Regions from separate parts of the Sus scrofa genome. Here all the other regions are linked to region 1. A link is a contact called in public Hi-C and targeted proximity ligation data. All regions are on one chromosome and are shown on one strand. The core of a region is the stretch at or near the end of the contact, and the rest is flanking DNA. Distances in the headings are between cores, read along the strand shown. Region 1 overlaps POC1B (POC1 centriolar protein homolog B). Region 2 has its middle 320 kb from the start of DUSP6. Region 3 has its middle 300 kb from the start of DUSP6. Region 4 has its middle 220 kb from the start of DUSP6. Region 5 has its middle 170 kb from the start of DUSP6. Region 6 has its middle 150 kb from the start of DUSP6.

Region 1 (3,612 bases), core at 569-3,068:
AGATTGCAAAAGCTAAAAAGCTTAGTGATGCTGACACTGTTTATAGCAACAAAGTTTGTAATGGCAAAAATGAACACAAATCACAGTCAGAAATCCCTAAATGTTCATCAAGAGTAGAAGAGATTCACAAATCACGAGAATTACTACTGTAGTAAATTCACTGGGATCCTATACAGCAGTGAAAATGAATGAAATTCATATGAATCTCAGGATTTTAGTGTTAAGTGAAAAAGCAGGCTATAGAAAAATATATGCAGTATGATTCTATTTATATAAAGTTTAAGGGAATTCCCATCGTGGCACAGTGGAAATGAATCCGACTTGGAACCATGAGGTTGTGGGTTCAATCCCTGACCTTGCTCAGAGGGTTAAGGATCCGGCGTTGCTGTGAGCTGTGGTGTAGGTCGCAGATGCGGCTCAGATCCTGCGTTACTGTGGCTCTGGTGTAGGCTGGCAGCTACAGCTCCAAATAGACCCCTAGCCTGGGAACCTCCATATGCCATGGGTGCGGCTCTAAAAACAGAAGGAAAAAAAATTTTTTCAAATAAAGTTTAAAATTATCCAAAATGAAAAAATATCTAATCACTGATTTAAACATTTATAGTAAAATTAAAAAGAAAAGCAAGGGAATAACCAACTAGGGTAGCCACTGACTCTGAGGGTGGTTATTTCAGAATTCAGAGAGAAAAAAAAAAAAAAGAGAGAGAGAGAAAGAAAGAAATCACATGATCACTAATTATTTATTGAACATTATGAATACAAAGACGTAAACAAGGGCAGCTTAAGGAGTGGAACTTGGTATCAAATAAATGGTGCCAAAAGCAAGTGCCCTGGTGAACCTCAAAGGAGAAACTGTTGACTGAACACTTGGTGAGAAAGGCTTCCCATGGAGGAAACGGAGCCTGAGAGAGTTCCTTTTAAAAAGGTTTAGAAAACAAAGAGAGAGACAGAGATGAGGGTACGTGCAGCTCGGGGCATAGAGGCAGAACGCGGACACGATACTTGTGCACTGGGCAGCAGCAAGAGTGGTTGGCGAGGGTCAAATCGTGGGGGTGACGGAACGTGGGAAGGCCCAGAAACACTGGAGGCGCGAATGTGCTCTAAGAAGATTACTCTGACAGGGGCAAGCAGGGTGTCAAGAATAAAGCAGGGAGAACAGTGAGGACAACACTGCAACAGTCAGGGACTGTGGTAAGAAGGGCTGAGCTGATGGTAAGAGGAGTGGAATGATTTAAACAGCACTTATCAGGAGTTCCCCTGTGGCTCAGCTATAATGAATCCGACTAGGATCTATGAGGATGAGGGTTCGATCCCTGGCCTCGCTCAGTGGGTTAAGGATCCGGCGTTGCCTCAAGCTGGGGTGTAGGTTGCAGACGTGGCTCGAATCCTGCATTGCTGTGGCTGTGGTGTAGGCTGGCAGCTGTGGCTCCAGTTCAACCCCTAGCCTGGGAACCTCCATATGCTGTGAGTATAGCCCCCAAAAGCAAAACAAACAAACAGGTAGATAGATAGCACTTATCAAGTTTGATGAGTAGAGCTCTAGCTTTGGAAATATTAAGCGTTTCTTATATTTATCCAGCCAGTTGTGTACGAGGGAGAGATGTACACACCCAATAATTGCCACCCTGCAGTAAAAGAAGGAATCAGAACCATGCAGGACTATCTGCCCAGCCTGCCAGCACTTATGTTTCTGGCTGCTCCTTGAGCTGAACGCACAGCCACCTTCCTATCAGCTCTGAATCCAGAGTTGAGGCAAAGGTGAAACCTGAGGCCGACTCACTTTTCCTTTGAATCTTGAGCTAGATGGCCAGAGGCTTGTTATTCTCTTTTCTCTACTGCCACCTAGTGTAGACATGAAAGGGTTTCCCAATGAGAAAGAGAATCTGGTTTTGCCATCTGAAACGGCAGCTGCTCCAAAAGAATCTAAGTCACATGGAAATGGTCAGCATCTCTCATAGAGAAATCCTTGAGCTTCGATATCTTGCCGAATTGTGGCAGCTGCTGCCACGTGCGTTAAGATGAAGCAGGAAATTACTACTAAGTAAAAGCGTACGGTCTTCTCCATAATGAGCAGGTGCTGAGGTAGTGACACGTGCACTAAAGTTCTCTGCAGGCTGACCTCCGAGAATATGAATAGGACCTTCTAGCTCTCCATTTTGATTAAAGGAAAGAACCCTTCCATAACTACAGGGGCCTTGAAACAGAGGAGGCTGCCTTATGGGGAGCTGAGTTCTCCGTCACCCAGCAAGAGATTCATGCATTCAGGCAAGGGAGGGTGGGGGTACATGACCTCACAGATGCCACCCCGCTCTGAGGTTCTGGAGTGTCCATCACGTCGAGGCGTCCATGAGCTCAAACCCTGCTCCTAACAAATGCTGAAGGACAAGAACCATGCCCATCTTGCGCACTGCGGCATGCTCTAAAGCTAGTACAGGGTCCAACACGTATTATCTGCTAACAAGATGAAATTAAATTTTGATTCTAATGAGGCACTGCATCAAGATCGTTGAAGGTACAGAAGAGAACCAGAGTGAATGGGTTGAAATTCTCATACCGCCACTTTAAGATTTAACTCACATGCGCCTCAGTTTCTCATGGGATGAAAATGGTACTTATGTGACAGAGTTTTTAGGATGATTTAATGACAGTTTATGTAAGGCAATTAGAATAATGATGCATATGTTAGATTATTATTACTGCTATTATTATGATAATGTAATCTCTAAAGAACATTTCTAAGGCCCAAAACAATATAGACATATACCACTGCTAGAACTAAAACACAAAATTGGTAGAAGAGTGGTTATTTTTATCATAAATTATGTTTTCACCTTTATAGAAGGTTGAGATAAAAGCTCAATCTCAGAGTCCAAGACTCAAATGGATCGCTTATAGTTTTTAACCATGAACCATGCCCTGACTACTACAAATTATTATTGTTTATATAATAACTATTTGGTTATGTTAAAGGGAGTTTTCCTTCTTGCTGAATATTGTACAGAATTTCCCATGCAATTTACAGACTAAGGTAATCTCAAGTAGCCATTATAAAATTAGGAGCCATCAAAACAATTACTTTATTAACAAAAGCTTTTTAACTAACCATAACCCCTTCTTACAATATTCTGCAATTCTCCTGGAAGAGCTATTTTAATGCCTTTCCATCATCAAGATCTACCACTATCCCTTAGAATGGCTCTATGGCCTCCCACCAAAATATGCAGAACAGTAGGGCACTGCTGGGAGAAAAGTGACAGACACACACACTAAGTTAGCTCCTCCGGAAGGAAGGAAAGCTGGGTGTTGTCTGGGGGCTGGACTGTGCAGTGTAGCTTGTGACGGTCTGAAGAAGACAAAGTCCGCGTGAACAGGTGACGCTCCCATGCACAATCCAGGCAGGGTTAAGACACTTTGTTTGGAAAGTGGGCGTCTTTCCCACAAGAAAGAACCTGCTCTTAGGTGTTGATTAAGATGGAGTGCCCGGGCCAGGAGCCTTGCAAAGACTTGAGGTTAGATACGCAGAAAGGAGAGGGGTCGGTCTCACAAGGCCGAAAGGACTTGGTGCTTCTCGCCTTCTTCCCCGGGGCCTTCTTCTCTCATTTATTCTAAAAG
Region 2 (3,612 bases), core at 793-3,292, 440 kb before region 1:
AAATATTAGCCTTTTAAAAAAAGGAAATCCTTTCATATATGACAACATGGCTAAATCCAGAGGACATGATGCTAAGTGAAATAAGGCAGTCACAGGACAAAGACTGCATGATTCTACTCATATGAGGTGTCTGAAATAGTCAGACTCATAGAAACAGAGAGTAGAATGTTGGTTGCCAAGGGTAAAGAGGGGCAAAATGAGGAGTTTCTGTTCAGTGGGTGTAGAGTTTCAGTTATACGACAAGTAAGTTCGAGAGATGTGCTGTACAACATCCTGCCTATAGTGAACAATGTCGTGTATTTGAAAAATTATTAAAAAGGTGGATTTCATGTTGAGTTTTCTTACCACAAACATACACACAGAGAGTACCATAAGCTTCTCCTTCCTAATACACAATAAAATTGTACCTAGTGAATTTTTTTGTGATGCTTTGTTTACAAATGGTCTCTATCTCCCCCTAGATCCGTGAGAGACAAGACAGTGTCTGTTTTGTTAACCACTGTCTTTAGCTCAGTGTTCCCCACATAGTCAATATTCAATAAATCCTGTTATGTGAAAGAACAGTTGGTGGAAGGAAGGAAGGGAGGGGGAAGGAGGAAGAGAGAGAGAGACAGACAGAAAGAAAGAGAAGGAAGGAAGAAGGAAAGAGAGGAAGGAAGAAAGGGTAGAAAGAAAAGAATGAGGAAAATAAGGGAAAGAAAGACGAGTTAGCATAGTATTCTCTCAGATAAGGAGAATTCACATTAATATGTGTGTAGCATCATGATTGCAATAAATTACAACAGCGGTCATTTAGGGCTGGTAGAGCTACCGCCCAGGCACAGCACATATGTACAGCATCTTCGTTTCTTCCTTACTCTCCCTTTCCCTGCCTTCCTTACCTTACCCCCAGGGTCTATTTGCATGTGTTGATGTCCTTGGGAATATCAAACAGGAAATTTTTGGCACATCAAGGTATAGCCGTTTTAAAAGTCACCTCCACTCAACTTCATAGGCAGGAGATGTGAACAAATGGGAGCCAGATCGGAAGAGGAAGAACTGAAAAGGCAAATGAGGTGACTGCCGCTGACCAATTTACTTGTGGGCTCATGAGAGACACCCATGTGGGGTGCTCAGAAATACTGAGAACTCTGAGTGGCCCTAACCTAACACAAGCGATCTTGAAATATTTAAGAAAGGTTTGAAATAATGTAATTCTGGTTTTAAAAGGAAAAGTAAACTTTTGTAGCCACAGGTTCATGATCAATCCTTCCAGTTGAATTATTGGTAAAAATAATATCTCTAGTGTTTTCTAGGTTTCTGCTCTTACCATTTTTAGCCTTATTCTGCTAAAGTTGCCTAATTACTATGAACAGTTTTCTTGTTACACCTAAAGATGTCCAGGAGGTCAGGCCATAGACTGTATTCCTGCATATCACCTAAGGTTTGCAAAACTTTCTAAACCCCACTCAACCAGACCCTGCAAATCTATATGCTTCTATCTTACACTTTCACATTTTATTTTTTTTCCATTTTTTTTAATTACTCAAATGAATTGATCACATCTGTAGTTGTATAATGATCATAACAATCTCATTTCACAGGATTTCCATCCCACAGCCCAGGCACATTCCCCCTACCCCCCAACCTGTCTCCTCCGGAGACCATAAGTTTTTCAATGTCTGTGAGTCAGCATCTGTTCTGCAAAGAAGTTCCGTCTGTCCTTTTTTCAGATTCCACATGTCTGTGAAAGCATTTGATGTTGGTGTCTCTCACATTTTAAATAACCCTCCTCTCAAACTCCACCTCAGAACTTCTTTATCAGTCAGGTTTAATCCATATGAGACCTAAGTGTTTGGCTTCCTGAGTTCCCCTCACCCTGCCTCAGGCATGAATGATGACAGGTTTACCTAAACAAACTCGGTAACTATAACTCTCTTACACAATCAGACCAAACCAAACTGCATCATGATACATTGAGCTCTGACTTACATTGGGAAAGACAGAGTCCAGGAGGCTGAAACAGAAAGAATAATAACAGAAGGAGGAGGAGCACATCAAAAATGAACGTTAATGTTCCAAATTGCAAGTTGGTCTGGCAGTTCCCTTCTGTCTCTGGAGACCAAGCACAGTCACTTAATTCCTCAATTGTTTCCTCAAGTCTGGCCCCGAGTTGCCTTTAGAAGTGAATTGGCTCCATGGCAACCAGCAAAACAAACCCTGAGGAAGATTTTACAAAGCTAGACCCAAGAGAAGCTGTGCCAAGTAAACATTAGATATTTGCAGAAGGATTTCATTCTGGCCCATGGTGGTTTCCTGTGTGCATGTTGCAGGGACAATGTCCTCTATAAGTCTTCAAATAACCTCACTTATATTTCTTTACAGAAAGGCCTTAAGTCTCATGGGCTCAAAACGTTGTTCTATAGAACATTAACATCTATGGAAAGATGTTAACATACAGTCCATGGAAAAAAAGATCCTGTGATAAAAGATCTTGAGAAATGCTACCGGATAGGTAGGCAGCTATCTTTGAAATCCACAATACACCTTTGCCCACTAGAGGATCTGAAAAAAAATAAATAAATAAAACTAATCTTTCAGGAAAAAACCTTATAAAACTTTTTACATTGCTCTCTATATTATTAATTGCATCAAAGTACTTTCAATTTCAAGGGAACATATTTTGGAAAAAAACTTCCTCAAGATATTATATTAGTTTCCTGGTGCTGCTTATCACAAATTGAATGACTTAAAACAATAGATGTCTATTCTTTCACAGTTCTAGAGGCCAAAAGTCCAAAATGAAGGTGTCTGCAGGGCCACACTCCCTTCTAGGGAGCTTACCTTTGCCAGCCTCTAAGATGAATCCGGATGCACTTGGCTTATGGATGCATCTCTTCAATTGCTGCCTCTTTTCTTTATATCCCTCTTCACTTATCAGAACATATGTGATTGCATCCAGGGCACTCCCTGACAATCCTGGGTAAGCTAAGCTCCTCCTGTCAAGATTCATGCAGGTTAATGTTAACTCTTGCCATGTAAGATAATGTTCAAATGTCTTGGGGATTAAGTCGTGGATTTATCTTTGGGGAGGGATCACCATTCGAGCCATTACAGAAGTTACTGATAGATGCTGATAAATATAAAATTTTTATCTTTAACTCAGTTCTACTCAGCAATTCTCTAATGATGGAATAATATTATGTATAGTGATAATAAATCTCCCAGCACTTATCACACGATGCATAGTATTATTCCATTGTTTATCTGTCTACTCCACCAGCTTGTGAATTGAATAAGGATGGTAACCAGGACTTGAATCATTTTATGATCGGACCTAGGACAGTGCCTGGCATGTACTAAAACCTCATTAGACAAGTAGAATTGAGATGAATTGAGTGTGTGCATTATAGTCAGAGCAGAAGTGAGGAAGTGATTAGCTCTTTCTGGGGAAGTAAGGACGGCTTCTCAGAGGAGGAGATTTTTTGGCTGAGATTTGAAGGATGAGATGTAATTTGCTAGCCAGAGCAGGAAGGGAATTCCGGGTGGAGGGAAAACCCTGGTCACACATACAGAAGTGCGAAAAAGCATAATGATTTAGCAAACTGAAAAAATGCATGTAAAGCTGTTGGA
Region 3 (3,612 bases), core at 680-3,179, 420 kb before region 1:
AATCTCCTAATCCCTAAACTGTGAAGAGGCGCTCAGTCGCAGCCTAGGGCCATACTAGTAGAACCTACTGTCCAGGTAGAGGAAAGTAGCTCACTGTGGTGGCTACTGGGAGAAGGCACCACTGAGCACGGCATTCAATTTTGAGTTTGGTTTTTTTGTTTTCATGGAGCACAGCCTAAGTATGTTTTTTTTTTTGTTTTGTTTTGTTTTATTTCCCCAATACATTATTTTTTTTCCTACTATACAGCATAACGACCCAGTTACACATGTATACATTCTTTTTTCTCACACTATTATGTTCCATCATAAGTGACTACACACTATTCCCTGTGCTACACAGCAGGACCTCATATACAGCACCAACTGAGTTCATTTTTAACCATGGTGTTACTTCTCAGAGAGTTATAGTGAGAATTACCAAATAAGAAATCTGACAAACCCCATGTCTTAGTTAGAAATAAATTTTATGAATATTATTTCTGTAATAGGATTTTTTAACTGTGAAGTCTGATTGAGAAAGAGTTGTAGCAAGACACATTAAAGAGCTATTTAAAAACCACACTTGGTATCACCTAATCTCTAATATTTATTCTGGGTCTTAAAGTCTGAGACTTGGAAAACATTAAACATTCCCTTTACATCTCTCGGGTCCTAATCTATTTTTACCCACTTTTAAAAAATCTCTCACATGTATAAAAGGAAAAATATAAATCATTATTACATCTTGCAAATTTGAGAGTTCTGCATCTCATATCTGGCCATGATATAGTTTGCATCAACTCAGTGCTGCTTATTTATTGAAATCTCACTTCTGAGAATCAAGAGCTTTGGAGTGAGGCAAGTCTTCCCTCAAATCATGGCTCTGTCATTGACTAACTGTGTATTTTGGGCAGGTTATTAAACCTCTCCGAGTCTCAGCTTTCCCATCTGTAAAAGAAGCACACTGATGCTTTCCTACCTTCATGCATCCCACCAGTGTTTTTGTTTGAAGAATTACTGAGGGAACTAAGATATTTTGTTGGAATAAGAAAAAGTATGGAGAAGAATCCCCTCCTGGTTTCTCCAAAGTGTAGCAGAAGAATCAAGTAGAAATCACAGGAAACTTGATTCCAGGGCCAGAAAACTGTTCATCATCTGAGGTCACCCTTGAGTGAGCAAGATGTCTTGTCCTAGAAAATATTTCAAAAGGCGTCACTGGACCACGGAGGAGAATTTGTGCCAAACAAGTTCCTGCACTAGCAAATGGGTGAGAAGGAAGGGGGACCGCCTCCCAACTCCTCCAGCAATTCCATAAAATATAAATCTATGAAAATGGAATGAAAATAGTCTAGATTCTTGAGAAATGAGGGTGTCCTTTTATTATTTAAAATTTCCAGTTTTACTTTTACTGAATTATTCTTCTTTCCTGTAGTTTAGGCTTCAGCCAGCCCTTCCGAGAATCTTTTTTTCCTGTAGCAGAGAAATATCTTTTGAAAGGCAGCAAATGACTGAATTAGTGAGACAATGGGTTCGTGAACTGATAGTCTCATGTAAACAGTTCCTGTGGCAGATTAAATGTGCTGAGGACTTAACAATATTAATCAAATTCCATTCAAACATCAAGTGCTGGGTAATTTTTTAAAAAAAACAACACTTTCAGTAACTCTGTAACTACCATTTGCTCTCTGTTCTTCATAGTGTTAGGCAGAATCGTGCCCCTCCCCCAAATGTTCACAGAACTTCTGAATATGTTATCTTACATAGGAAAATGGACTTGCAGATGCGATTAAGTTTATGGTCCTTAAGATGAGGAGGGAGAAGGTATCTCAAATTATCCAGGTGGGCCAATCTTATCACATAAATCCTTAAAATGGAAGAACCTTCCCCACCCATGGTCAGAGAGAGAGACTGAACCATCAAAGGAAGATCAGAGAGATACAGTAAGGCTGGCTTTGAAGAGAGAGGGAAGAGATCTTAAGCCAAGGTGTACAGGTGGCTTCCAGAGTTTAGAAAGGGCAAAGCAATAGCTTTTCTCCTAGATCCTTCAGAAAGAAACATAACCCCAGTGATGCATTCATTTTAGCCCAGTGAGACCTATGTTGGACTTCTAACCCATTGAAACTCAAGATAATAAATTTCTGCTGGTGAAGCCACTGCAGCATTTGGGAGAGCAGCAGTAGAAAACTCATACACATATTGAGAATTTCTTACTTAAGCTCCGCTCTCCAGTACACGTTCTGCCCAGAGGAATGATACTTTACAGACCTTGTATATAAGTGGCTTTTGTTTTATTATTTTGTTTATTAACAACTGTATGTTTCAGTTTAACAGTGTTACCATATGAGATAGGCAAACCACGAGTCAGTGTTTCCATTTAATAGAAGCTGGGGTTGGATTGTAAAGTGCCTTTTGCTCAAGGTTGCAGGGCTGGTTCAAGGGTGGTTGGTTGGGATGTAAATTCTTGTCTTCTGACTCCTCCAATTCCAACTCCCCATTTCAACCTTTTAAGATAGAAAGAGCATGTGCTGATGCCTTATCTTTATCTTATGGACATAAAAACCCTTGCTGCAATGGAGTCAAATGATAATAGTGAAGGCAGGACAAGAATTCCTCACCCTTAACGTGTAATCTGTTGCTCCTTCTGATTTTTATCTCCCCTGATAAGGTGTGTAATACAAGTATAGAACCTACAGGATTTTTAAAAGAGGGAAGAACATAAGGTTTAGATGAAAATAAATCTGATTTATAACTGTTGTGACTTATAACAAGTTACTTAACCTCCTTGAATCTCAGTTTTCTCATTTGTAAAATATAAATAGTAATATCGACTTGACAAAATTATGAAAAGGATTTAATAGGAACATTGAATCTAAAAGGAGCCCCTGGCACATATGCATACATAGGCTCTTCATGACAATCTATCCTGTCAATTTCATGAATATCTTGTGTTCTCATACAAACAGAATCCAGATTTTCAATCTGTCAAAAGCCGCTGGATCTTCGCTCCAATTAAATTAATAAATCCAATTTAAGAAAGTGTTAAGGGGGAGTTCCTGTTGTGACTCAGTGGTAATGAACCTGACGAGTATCCATGAGGATGCAGGTTCAATCCCTGGCCTTGCTGTGAGTTGTGGTGTAGGTCACAGATGAGGCTTGGATCTGGCATTGCTGTGGCTGTGGTGTAAGGCCAGCAGCTGCAGCTCTGATTCGACCCCTAGCCCTAGCCTGAGAAATTCCATAGGGCACAGGTGCAGCCCTAAAAAAAAGAAAGAAAGAAAGAAAGAAGAAAAAAAAGGATAAGAGGCAAACATGCTTCTTTCATGCCATGGATAAATTTGTAGAAGTTCACTTGCCCTCCTGAGCCCCAAAAGAAAACTTCCATGAACATGAAGATTGGATTTAGTCTGTTAGACTTCCATCCACTGGAGACAAGAGGTGAGCCGTAATGGATTTTCCCAAGAGATATTGTGATCATATTCAAATCTGGTTTGTTTTAATGTTTCTCATTAAATCGCTTGGAATTGAACAGAGAGCCCCCAAAATCCTGGGGAAATTCATTTTTATAATCACTTAAAAATGCCATAGTGCTTGACGTAACTCTCAAAGGAACTTTGGCTCAGCGCAAACCTACTC
Region 4 (3,612 bases), core at 760-3,259, 340 kb before region 1:
CTCCACTGCCTGCCATCTGAGCTTGCCTTTGGCTTTGGACAACTGTCCTTGACTCCAAGCCCTGAGTAGGGATTTCAGCCACCCTTCCCCAGGGCTGACATATCCCAGCCTTTTCCGTTTATACCCCCGTGAAATGCACGTCATCCTAGTTGAGGAAGCTCAGTGAATAAGATTTTTTTTTTTTTTTAACTCTACCAGGATGTAAGCAATATGTTCTGGCATTGAAAAGGCAGAGAAAACACACTCAGGGAACCTGTTTATTCTTTCTCTGCGGATCATACATTGGCATTTCTAAAACCAAAGTATGCAATTTTCTAATACTATTTTGAGGAAAGGACCTCAGATATTCTGCACCCACTAGTGAATGACTTCATCTAGTTTCAGGACCATCACATATGTAATGAAAGGACTAAAAACCATACATAATCAGAGACTGGAGTTCATGTCATTCTGATTTGAAAATCACAAATCTGAGAGTTCTTTTTGTGGCTCAGGGGTTGAGAGCCCAACATAGTATCTGTGAGAATGCGGTTTCAATCCCTGGCCTCACTCAGTGGTTAAGAATGCGGCATTGCCACAAGCTGCAGCATAGGTCACAGATGTGGTTCAGATCCAGTGTAGCCCTGGCTGTGGCGGAGGCTGGCAGAAGCAGCTCCAGGTCAACCCCTAGCCTGAGAACTTCCATAGCTGGAGGGGCAGCCAAAGAAAGAGAGAGAGAGAGAGAGAGAGAGAGGGACGGAGGGAGGGAGGGAGGAAGGAAGAAAGAAAGAAAAGGAAAGAAGGAAGGAAGGAAGAGAGAGGAAGGAAGAAAAGGGGAGAGGGAAGGAAGGAAAGAAGAAGGAGGAAGGGAGAAAGAAAATCGCAAAGCACAAAAAAAATATGTTTTTGTGACTGTGATGCGTTGCATGCAAAAGTTGTTATGGAATTCAGAACATTCCCCCCAAAATCCATGCTTCAATCTTCCTTATCCTTCAGGTTTCAAATCAGATGTGACTTAAATCCCTTTGCTTCCTCTCCTTTGTGTCTTCATCAGACTTGTCCTGTCCCTATTCTAGTATCCCTTTATCTTAACTTCCCACTAGACTGTAAGTAAGCTCCTTGAGGGCAAAACCATGTGGCTTATGCCTGAGTCACTATCTGTACTAACAACATACAAACTGCTTAGTACAGTCCAAGCTTCATTAGCAGTGCTTTCCATATATTAACTCATTTCATTCTCAAAATCCTGTGAGATAGAAATTACTATTGCATCCACTTTATAATATGGAAACTGAAGCATGGAGAGTTTAAGTGGCCTTCCCAAGCATGCACAGCACAGGAGGGATAGAGCTGGGATGTGAACGCAGGTAGACTAATTCCAGGATCCATGCTGTTAACTGCTACCATATATTGCCTTGGCTGGATGGATAGATGGGCGGGTGGATGGATAGGTTATTGCATTTGATATTGCCCCTTATTATCTCTAGTTGCATATAATACAATAATATAAAAAGCACGAAGGTCATAATTAAATAAATATTCATGAGATATCAGTACGCTAATATACCAATGGTTTCAGTGAGATTCAAACCTGAGTGACTATTTAACTGACCCTTTTTTTCCCCATTGCAATCAATAAAAGTATTTAATTTTCTATATCTAAATAGCAGTTATTGACCGCATTTAAATATACTTTTTTCCCCTGTTTTTAAATAGTGTTAAATTTGCTATGGAAAATGTGTTTTAAAGATATAAAAACATTTGTGTGCTGTATAAATATAGAGTGATAGAGAAGGGGAATGCGAAAGGGTTGAATTGCCCTCTCTCTCCACTTATCTAGGAATTAACTGTGCCCAAGGTCTGTGTCCTTCAAGGCTGAGTTTTTGAACCCCACCCTAAATAAGCTACTCAAGGGATTCTGGTGACCTTAGAAAGTACAGCTTTAAAGCAAAAATGACTTCTGCCAACAAAGACACATTCTCTCCTCCACCAGTCCACTTACACAACCCCAGCTTGCACCACTTCTCCTCATGCGCAAAGTAACTCTGCTCTGGCTATGCTCTATCATTGCACTCTAGCTGGTTTGCTGTGTACGTCTCCTCTTAGGTTTCTCATTTACTTCTATGTTTCCATATCCTTTAAAAAACATCCACTTTTGTACTTTTGGTCCAGTTCAGATCTATATATTCAACTGCTTGCTCATTAGACCTCTTCACATGGATGTTTTACAGGGGTCTCAAAGTCAGTATATCCAAGGAGAGCAGATCAGCTTCCCCCCCACACATGCTCCTTCTAAGAGTAAATGGACAACCAAGTATGCTGAGCAGACAGCTGGAAATGGCATTAGTCTTCCTCATCTTCGCATCTTATATCTACCTGCCTCGCAAAACCTAACAAGTCTGTCCGTCAAATACCTTAAAGCCCTGTTCCCACTGCCTTCCAACTCTGTACTCCAAGCCACTATATCTCATCTAGACAACTCTAGAAGCCTCACCCCCTGCTTCCATTCTTGCATGTCTTCGATCTCTTCTAACCCAGTAGATTAAGAAAGATAATCCAACTATATTATTTCCCAGCTGAAACCCTTTCAAAGTCTTCCAAATGCTTTTGAGAAAGAAGAAAAAAAAAATCCTTCCTGGGGTGCACAAGACTTTGGATGGTTCTTCTTCCACTCACTTCTGCAACTTTATCTCCTGACCATTTTTCCCCTGGCATTCTAACATATAGACTTTTCATGAATTCCGTGAATGTGCCAAGTTCTTTCTGGTAGCTTCTAGACCTTGCACATGCTATTCTCTCCATCTGGAACTCTCTCTTCCCCATTTATTATATAGTCAATCCCACATTCATCTTTTGGATGTGAGGTTAAATATCCCTTCTGTGGAGAAGCCATGCTTGACCACCTGCTCCTGCAGACCAGTTCAGATCTTCCCACTATCCACTTTCATGGTACAATGTCCTTTTGCTTCACTACGCATTTTGCACAGTGTTTTCCTTTGTTGTCCTTACTGCAGTTTATTATTTTTACAATTATTTGCTTTGGCCTATCTCTTCTGATAGACTGTATGTCCCATGAGGTCAAAGACCAGTCTTATTCACTTTTCTATTTACAGTGACTAGCACACATCCTTGAATGAATGAATGGACTAATGCTATTCTGGTACTTTGGAGGATAATAATAATAGACAGTTGAGGCATACTTTTTATTTTATCCTCATAACAATTCTGTGAGAAGATAGTATTAACACGTTCATATGTGGAAGTTAAAATTCGCAGCTGTGAGATGACCTGTCCAGGCTGTACAGGGCAATTCTTTCAAGAAGAGAGACCATTGGGATTGCTCCATATCTTAAAGAATAAGCACTTACTTACTAATAAATTTTCCAGCTGCCTTGTCCTCCATAAATGCTAAGTAGCATTAATATCTCATTGGCATTTCTGGAAAGTTCTCTAAGATGAGCAAAACCAGTTACCACCACCTCCCATGTAGGGTAAAACTCAGTAAAACCTTTAGAGAAAATCCTGACGAATGATGAAGCATTTCACATTCATTGAAGTGGAAAACACACAGCAAATGGAGCTGCGTGGGTTAAAGCAAATTGGGTAGGAAAAAAAAAAGGTGGTGTGATAAAG
Region 5 (3,612 bases), core at 571-3,070, 290 kb before region 1:
CAACATGTGACCATTGCTAATCGTTTTCCAATCTCAGTGTCAAACACGATTTTTTTCTTCCATGAATGAGTTCGTTTTGTTTTGTTTTGTGTTTTAAGATGATTCATGAAAGGAGGGCTCTTCTAGCCCTTGGGAAAACAGAGATATTCAACAAAAATTGGTTAGTGTTCATGTTAGTCTTCATCTTCCAGGTCTGAACACTTTCGTCTATAATTGGTCCACAGATATTTATTAAGCCCTGAGAATATTTGCTGTATCAGGCGCTGTGAGCGATAGGGAAGAGGTGGGGGATTCAGATTCCACTCTCAAGGAATTCACAACCAGCTAAGTCACACAAGACCTCCCCACTATGAAATAACTGGCCAATGGGACAAAACAAAAATATCTATTCTCAAGTGATAGCATGCAGGAGTGTCTCCTGTCCCAGAGTGTTGTCATGAAGCACAAATACAGTGATGCACAGAAAGCTCTAAGTAGGAACATGCGTGTTTAACAAATTACTTTTCCCCTCCCCCTATGAGAAAGTCCAGGGAAGAATATAGCAGGGAGTCACAAGGAGGAGCTTATCAACAGCAAATGAGAGATTCTGACAAAAAGGAAGGCACAACTGACCTCTTAGAGAACTGCTTTTGGAGTGTCATGATCAAAGTCAGTTAATTGCAAACAGGAAATAAGGCATACCCCAAATGTGTAGCCAGCAAAAACTATAGGATCTAGTAATGGTGGTTCTATTTCTTTTTTACAACATAAAGCTCTGTTTAAAAGGAGAGGGGGGTACAGTTTCTAGAATCCTCCTTTGCTCTAATCTGAGGCCATCAAGACAACCACATGGCCTTGTGCCTCCAAAGAACTCAAAGGTAGATAGAATCATTTTCTTTTTTCTATTTTTAATCAAAAAATTCTAAAATAAACATAAAATAGTTTTTCTAGATTCCCCCCCCCAAAAAAAAATTAGTCTTGTTTGTTTCATCAGCATTTTACATAGCAAAGCAAAAGAAGATAGAGGTTAATTCGCTCTTACTGAAAGAAAGTTAAAAGACTTGTGCCTAGGATCTTGCTAATCTCTGTTAAAATTATTCAGAGTTAGTTTTTACTTTAAGTCAATAAACATTGGCATATTATACTCGCTTTTTATATCCCTCATATCACTGAGAAAATATTGTAGGAAATAAAAGGATGGTGTCCTCCGGAGACTTCAACTCAATTGAGGCGACAGAAAATGTATGAGTAACGCATGTAAAGGACACTATGTCAATTTGGTAAAGGGCTAAAGATATTAGGAGGAAAAAAGAAAATGGTTAAAGGTGGACTGGGAGAGCTGTTTTCTTGGAATAAAGTGGATTGAAGTTGGATTTTAAGGAAAGCATAGGAATTTGAAGGCAGATGTGGCAAGGCCAAAGAGTGGGGAGAAAGAAGTACAGTTCCCCTGGAATCCAGGCAGGAAGAGCCCATGAGCAAAACCAAGGGTCCCAAGGACAGTCAGAAACAAAAGACCATGTATAACAGCCTAAAGAGACGGTTGAAATATCCTCTGTACCAAAAGGGACTTGACTAAAGCCAAGCTTCTAGATGGAAGAGCCCTACCTCCAGGCATTTCGGCCTAATTCATTGTTGTGTTATTACTCATGGTACTGTTTCCTAACTTCAGTATTTCAGCTCCAGGGTCCATTTTTTTCCCATCGTACTCATACAGCAGAAAGAGGAAATAACTCATCCAGTGGTGGGGATTTCTTAGTAGGGTTTTGAAGAGAGATGCCGGGGGTGGCTGACTCTGCCAAAATGTTTCCTTTTTCTCTTGCTGTTTGTCAGATATTACTGTTGAGCAAGCCTGGTGAGTGTCATCAACATGCAATCTCATCTGATTTATCTTCCTTTACTCACTCAAACTCAGCCCTTTGCCTCTTTTTTTTTTTTTTTTTCCTAGCTCATTTAGAGTTTCACAACCTCTTACCTTTAATTGCTGAGTAAGTGCAAAACGTTTGTGTATCTGGCATCAGATACTACAATCTCCAAGAAAAATGATTCACAGTCTCAGGCATGTCAGTGGCTACCTATTATACCTTGATATTTTGCTTTGCCATTATTTCATCTTAAAAGTTCGTTTCTATTTTCCTCACAGATTCTGTTTCAAAACAATACATTTTTGTGGCTGTATTTTCCTCCAAGTCCCTCCCTTTTGAAATGTGGAATAAATCTTATGAGCTCCACAGAGTTTCCAGTGTCAGTCTCTCTAGGGACCCATAAAAAATCCCACACCAATAAACCATTGATGCAAGTACAGGCAATGGAATATTTGGGTCTAGTGGGATCCTAAAGTGAACTTTCAATCACATGGACAGAGGAAATTAACATCATTTGCGGGTTAAAATCTTTCACAAGTGTCCTAGAGGTAGGACCACGTGGTTACTGCCACCACCCAGCTAACCCCGACGTGAAGTCTTTACAATTTATCCTTAAATCAACCTGACTTTCCTTGCATCAGCCAAGAAAATTTTGCTCCCGCCTTTCCCAGTTTCTCTTCTCTGCCTCCATCTCAATCGGCAGAAAAATGGTCTGAATTTTGACGGAGGTTTCCGGAGCAATTCCAGATGTAATTATTAGATAAATACATACAGTTTGAGCCTAGTGAAAGATAGAACAGTGCTTAAGTAGCTAAATAAAGTAGACAAGAAAAAAACGTGCGCTGATACTTTCAACAGCCTATGGCGTTTATAGATCCTGCCACTCCACACCTGTGCTTGGTAAACTTGGGGTAACTGGAATTTCTAAAGCATTCAGTCAAACTAGGAAGAACTATAAATGCATTAAAAAGTTTCTAGGGCCTGTCTCATGTCCCTGAATACAAGCTCTATTCTACCTAGAATCTTTTTATATAAATATCTTCTCCTGTCCACAAATCCCGAAAGGGTCAAATTCTGGGAGGTCACTTGTTGTCTCTGTCAACAGACAAAGGAAGCACCTGCTGTAAGATGTTTCCTGCCTGAGGCCACCCTTGCTTCCAAGTTTACTGCTGTATCCACAAAGACTTCGATAATAGCTGGAGCTTAGTAGGAGTTCACTAAATATTTGTTGAATATTGAATGAATTAACACATAAAAGGTCTCATTATTGGTAATGTATCCTCTTAATCGTCTGTCTTGCCCCAAATCAGTCTTCCTGTAACCATCAGAACCTATCCTTCGAGTCTTTGCCATTTGCTTCCTTTTAGGCTCCTATGTATTTCCAAACCTTTGAGCTTTAGCAAGGATTTGGCCCCCAGGCACCAACCAGACCAGCAAGTTTTATGGTAGTCTTGGAATTAAATCATTTATTATAGTAGCTTCAACACTTCACTTCACCTGGCCCGTCTTGGCACACACAGACCTACCTTCCAGAGCTACATTGATAGACATCCATACATACACAATGATTTAAAAGAGTGAACGTGTGAGGGTTAATAAATGTGACAGCCAGCTTCCAAGACGTCTCCCGGTGTCCTCCGTCCTTCGTGCTTGCCTCTAACAAATTGAATACTGGCGAAGTGATAGGACATAGCTTTCAAGATTTAGTTATAAATGTGGATTCCATCTGGCGATTCCTCTCTCTTTCTCCCTCGCCTCCCTCTCCCCCACT
Region 6 (3,612 bases), core at 801-3,300, 270 kb before region 1:
GTTGATGGGTGTTTTTTTTGTTTGTTTGTTTTTTGTTTTTTTACTATTGGGCTCTATGAGCTTTTTGTATATTTTGGAAATTAATCCATTGTCAGTTGCATCATTTGTAAATATTTTCCCCATTCTATAGGTGGTCTTTTCAACACTATGCATTTTTTTTTTTAGAAAAACTATTCTGTGTCTGTTTGCCTGATATGCTCAGGTTGATTGCGTAAATATATTACAAATGAAAAGCAAGTTTACCTTCAAATATCTAAAATATAATAATAGTGAATGAGATGACAAGTCCTAAAACAAGAATAAAAATCAAAACTCTTTATTGCAGCCCCCAGCACCCTTCCTCATATGTGCAGCCTTTCCTCCCTCACTCATTCCACACGAGCTGCTCTGGAATCCTTGTTCCTCAACATATTTCCTGGCTTTGTGTCTACCTAGAGACTCTCTACCTGCCACGCCTTTGGATATGATTGTCCCCAAGTCGTCTTAGGATTTAAGCACAATGGCAGGGGTTTTTTTAAGTGGGGAGTTGAGAGTGTGAATCCCAGGACACAGTGAATTGATGTATGTAAATGATTGATGTATAATTAAGTGCTCCGTCATTCGAGATCCTTACTGTTGGGCCTGTCATTGCTACCCTCTGTCCTCTGTTCAAGTACTACTTCCCCACACAGGCAGGGTTCCTCTGAACATTGAATGTAGAGTTTCTCTTCTCTAAATGGTCATGCTGTCACATCATCCTTTCATTCTCCGCCAGGCATGTGAAGATAGCCTAGTGGATACTACTTATTATTTATTTACATGCTTATTTTTATTGAGGTATTGTTAATTTACACTATTGCATTAGTTTCAAGTGTACAGCAAAGTGATCAGTTATACATACAAATATATTCTGTTTCAGATTCTTATCGATGATAGGTTATTACAAGATATTTAGTATAGTTCCCTATGCTATGGAGTAGGTCCTTGCTGTTCACTTATTTTATACATAGTAATATGTATAATAATGTCTACTATTTTATAGAAAAGCTAAACTCAGTTTGGATGGCTTTTATTTTTCATGGTGAAAAATGCTTTCTCTAGTTTCTACAGGTAGAATATGTTTAACTTGTCACAGTGATAGGTACAAAAGGTCAGCACTTATTTTTAAATGAGTAGAATGACAGTGTAAGTGGCATTCCAGCACTATGGTTTGTTATTTATGGAAAATGGGCCAGCTTAAGGAAATCCGTGATAATATCTAACATGCTCTTCTCCTTCTGGGCATGTCAGGGTGGTACTATCTCCTGGTGACAGTGACTAGGAGAATACTAGAAAGAGTCTTTCTTATTTTGAATCTAAGATATTTACATTGAGTAATTTATACTAAACTTTGTTGGGAAGGATGGGTTGAGAAGAGTCTTGGGACTGATTTTCCAGCCTCCTCTCAGAAACCACTATTCTTGTCCATGATCTCTAGAAATTTATAAAATTACCACTTTGTGAAAATCATTGCCAAAAATACATTAGTGGAAAAGCTGTCTCTTTGCAAATATCTTAAACTTTTGCACACTAGATCTAGCGAATCATTAAATATGATGTTTATCCCTTAACTCTGGAAAATTGTCCTTCTTAGAGACCAACCAGGAAGCCAATGTCCTTTGGTTCCCATATGGAAAAAGTCCTTAGGTGGGAAAAGTCCTTAGATGTTCTGACCACTCCATCGCCAACATAAACATCCTGATGTTCTGATATTTGTCCTTCCCATCCCTTTCTCAGGTCATCCTCTTACTCTTCCTCATCTTCAGACCAAACAAGAAAGAACAGAAAATGTTGCCATTATAAAGCAAAATTGGGTCAGGATATTTTGGAAGAGTAAGTTCTTTCCTCATCTTCTCACACTTTAATCTCTAATCTAAAGTCAGTCTGTTAGAGACGTCAGGAGTCCAGATGTCTTGATTTCTGTGACAGTGATCTTTCCACCAAACATATTTTCAGTTCCACTTCACCATAACACAGATCCCGTCATCCAAGGCAACCCAACATTCTCATTTCACAACCCTCTGCTTTTCACACAGGAAAGCTGAAGCCAAGAAGTAATGAAAAACTATCAGGTTTGTTTCAAAGCAGTAAAAAAGAAGATATTGAAAATCACTGCTCATACCTTTCCTAATGGATAAAGTGAGAGACAAGTTGCCTCATTTCACACTTTGAAATAACCAAGTATTTGTTCTCAAGTTTGTGCTTATAAGTATATATTCTCAAGAGCAATTTGACTCTTGCATAGTCATTTGGAGTAGGAGAAAGGGAAAGTCTTGTGAGGGCGGGTGGGAGAGGGAAGGGTGGAGTGGGAGGGAAGCTAAACCATGGAAGGACGCTTCCCGAGCTATGAAGAAATAGTGCGTCCTTGGGCCAACGGGTCTGACTCAGCCCCAGGAAACAGATCATTATCATCAACTTTGTCTTTGCAAAGGAAAAGTTGGGGCCACAAATGAATATTCAAGTACTTGTTGGACAAGTGCAATAGAGCTTCATGTTTATATACATGCTTATGATTTATTAAGCACTCACTATGTATAATGTGTATACTAGGATTTTTGAATATATTATCAATATATTACCTTATTTATTTATTTATTGCTTCTTAGGGATGCACCCATAGCATATGGAAGTTCCCAGGCTAGGAGGTCTAATTGAAGCTACAGCTGCTGGCCTATGCCACAGCCATAGCAATGTGAGATCCGAGCCACATCTGCAACTTACACCACAGCTCAGGGCAATGCTGGATTCCCCAACCCACTGAGCAAGACCAGGGATCGAACTCGCATCCTCATGGATACTAGTTGGATTATTTTCCGCTGCACCACAATAGGAACTCCCAATATATTACCTCATTTAGTTTTTACAACAACCCTAGAATAAGATATCATATTTTTATTTTGGGACTAATGCAAATAAGGCTTAGAGAAATTAAGCATCTTGCCCAAGTAGCTGCAATGTGGAGAAGTCAAGCTGCTAATCCAAATCTTCCTGGCTCTAAAGGCTTAAACCCAGGTAAGCCTCCCTTAGGGGGAAAAAAATCTCTATTTTCATAGTGAAAAGTTCTATGTATATCTCGCTTTGACACTGCATGCCCCTTAGGTAGATTTTTTGGTTTGTCTTCATATCCATGTCTTCAAAGAAGCCTAGCCAAATCCTGCCATACATTAGGTGCTCAATAAATGAGTCTTTTACTTCTACATAAATATTCACATTAGCGAAGAGCTAACTGTGGTTAATGAAAACAGCAGGAGTGATAGATAAGTGACAGCAGTGAGATCTCCTGCCCCCACTCTCACTTAAATCTTCCCAAAGGATGGTGAGCCAAGGAAGCTGTAAGAGGCTACTTCAAGATGGGTCCAAAATGAAGGAACAGTTGGAGAAAGAATCCATCAAAGAGTCACAGGTTCAGCCCTGTCCTACTTTCACCATTAATCATGTGGCATAGAAGGCAGAGAGTATGGGTTGTACTATTCTAGGTATCAGTGTAGAGAGGTGTTTGTTTGTTTGGCCTCTAAGGTAACAGCACTTTTCATGTATTCCATGGAACCACATTGTACATGGATTTTCATAAATTCTCTCTCAGCCCCTTCCTCC

Evidence for each region. A called contact is a pair of places that touch in the nucleus more often than the background predicts.
Region 2: a contact with region 1 is called in a Hi-C map of omental adipose tissue, with 5 times the contacts expected there. A contact is called at or near these places in 26 of 47 Hi-C or Micro-C datasets (adipocytes, adipose tissue, alveolar macrophages and 15 more) and 2 of 2 datasets of targeted methods (alveolar macrophages and skeletal muscle).
Region 3: a contact with region 1 is called in a Hi-C map of omental adipose tissue, with 2.6 times the contacts expected there. A contact is called at or near these places in 26 of 47 Hi-C or Micro-C datasets (adipocytes, adipose tissue, alveolar macrophages and 14 more) and 2 of 2 datasets of targeted methods (alveolar macrophages and skeletal muscle).
Region 4: a targeted proximity ligation map of alveolar macrophages shows a contact between it and region 1. A contact is called at or near these places in 1 of 47 Hi-C or Micro-C datasets (embryonic fibroblasts) and 1 of 2 datasets of targeted methods (alveolar macrophages).
Region 5: a contact with region 1 is called in a targeted proximity ligation map of alveolar macrophages. A contact is called at or near these places in 12 of 47 Hi-C or Micro-C datasets (adipocytes, embryonic fibroblasts, fibroblasts and 6 more) and 2 of 2 datasets of targeted methods (alveolar macrophages and skeletal muscle).
Region 6: a Hi-C map of omental adipose tissue shows a contact between it and region 1, with 2.4 times the contacts expected there. A contact is called at or near these places in 7 of 47 Hi-C or Micro-C datasets (alveolar macrophages, embryonic fibroblasts, epiblast stem cells and 4 more) and 1 of 2 datasets of targeted methods (alveolar macrophages).

What each region holds. Positions count from the first base shown.
Region 1 is chr5:93,182,412-93,186,023 of Sscrofa11.1, reverse strand. All of the region lies in intron 9 of POC1B (POC1 centriolar protein homolog B), which reads right to left. Among named protein-coding and RNA genes, the nearest start is that of GALNT4, 51 kb to the right of the region's middle.
Region 2 is chr5:93,619,666-93,623,277 of Sscrofa11.1, reverse strand. No RefSeq gene overlaps it. Among named protein-coding and RNA genes, the nearest start is that of DUSP6, 320 kb to the right of the region's middle.
Region 3 is chr5:93,597,633-93,601,244 of Sscrofa11.1, reverse strand. No RefSeq gene overlaps it. Among named protein-coding and RNA genes, the nearest start is that of DUSP6, 300 kb to the right of the region's middle.
Region 4 is chr5:93,521,453-93,525,064 of Sscrofa11.1, reverse strand. No RefSeq gene overlaps it. Among named protein-coding and RNA genes, the nearest start is that of DUSP6, 220 kb to the right of the region's middle.
Region 5 is chr5:93,473,524-93,477,135 of Sscrofa11.1, reverse strand. No RefSeq gene overlaps it. Among named protein-coding and RNA genes, the nearest start is that of DUSP6, 170 kb to the right of the region's middle.
Region 6 is chr5:93,448,144-93,451,755 of Sscrofa11.1, reverse strand. No RefSeq gene overlaps it. Among named protein-coding and RNA genes, the nearest start is that of DUSP6, 150 kb to the right of the region's middle.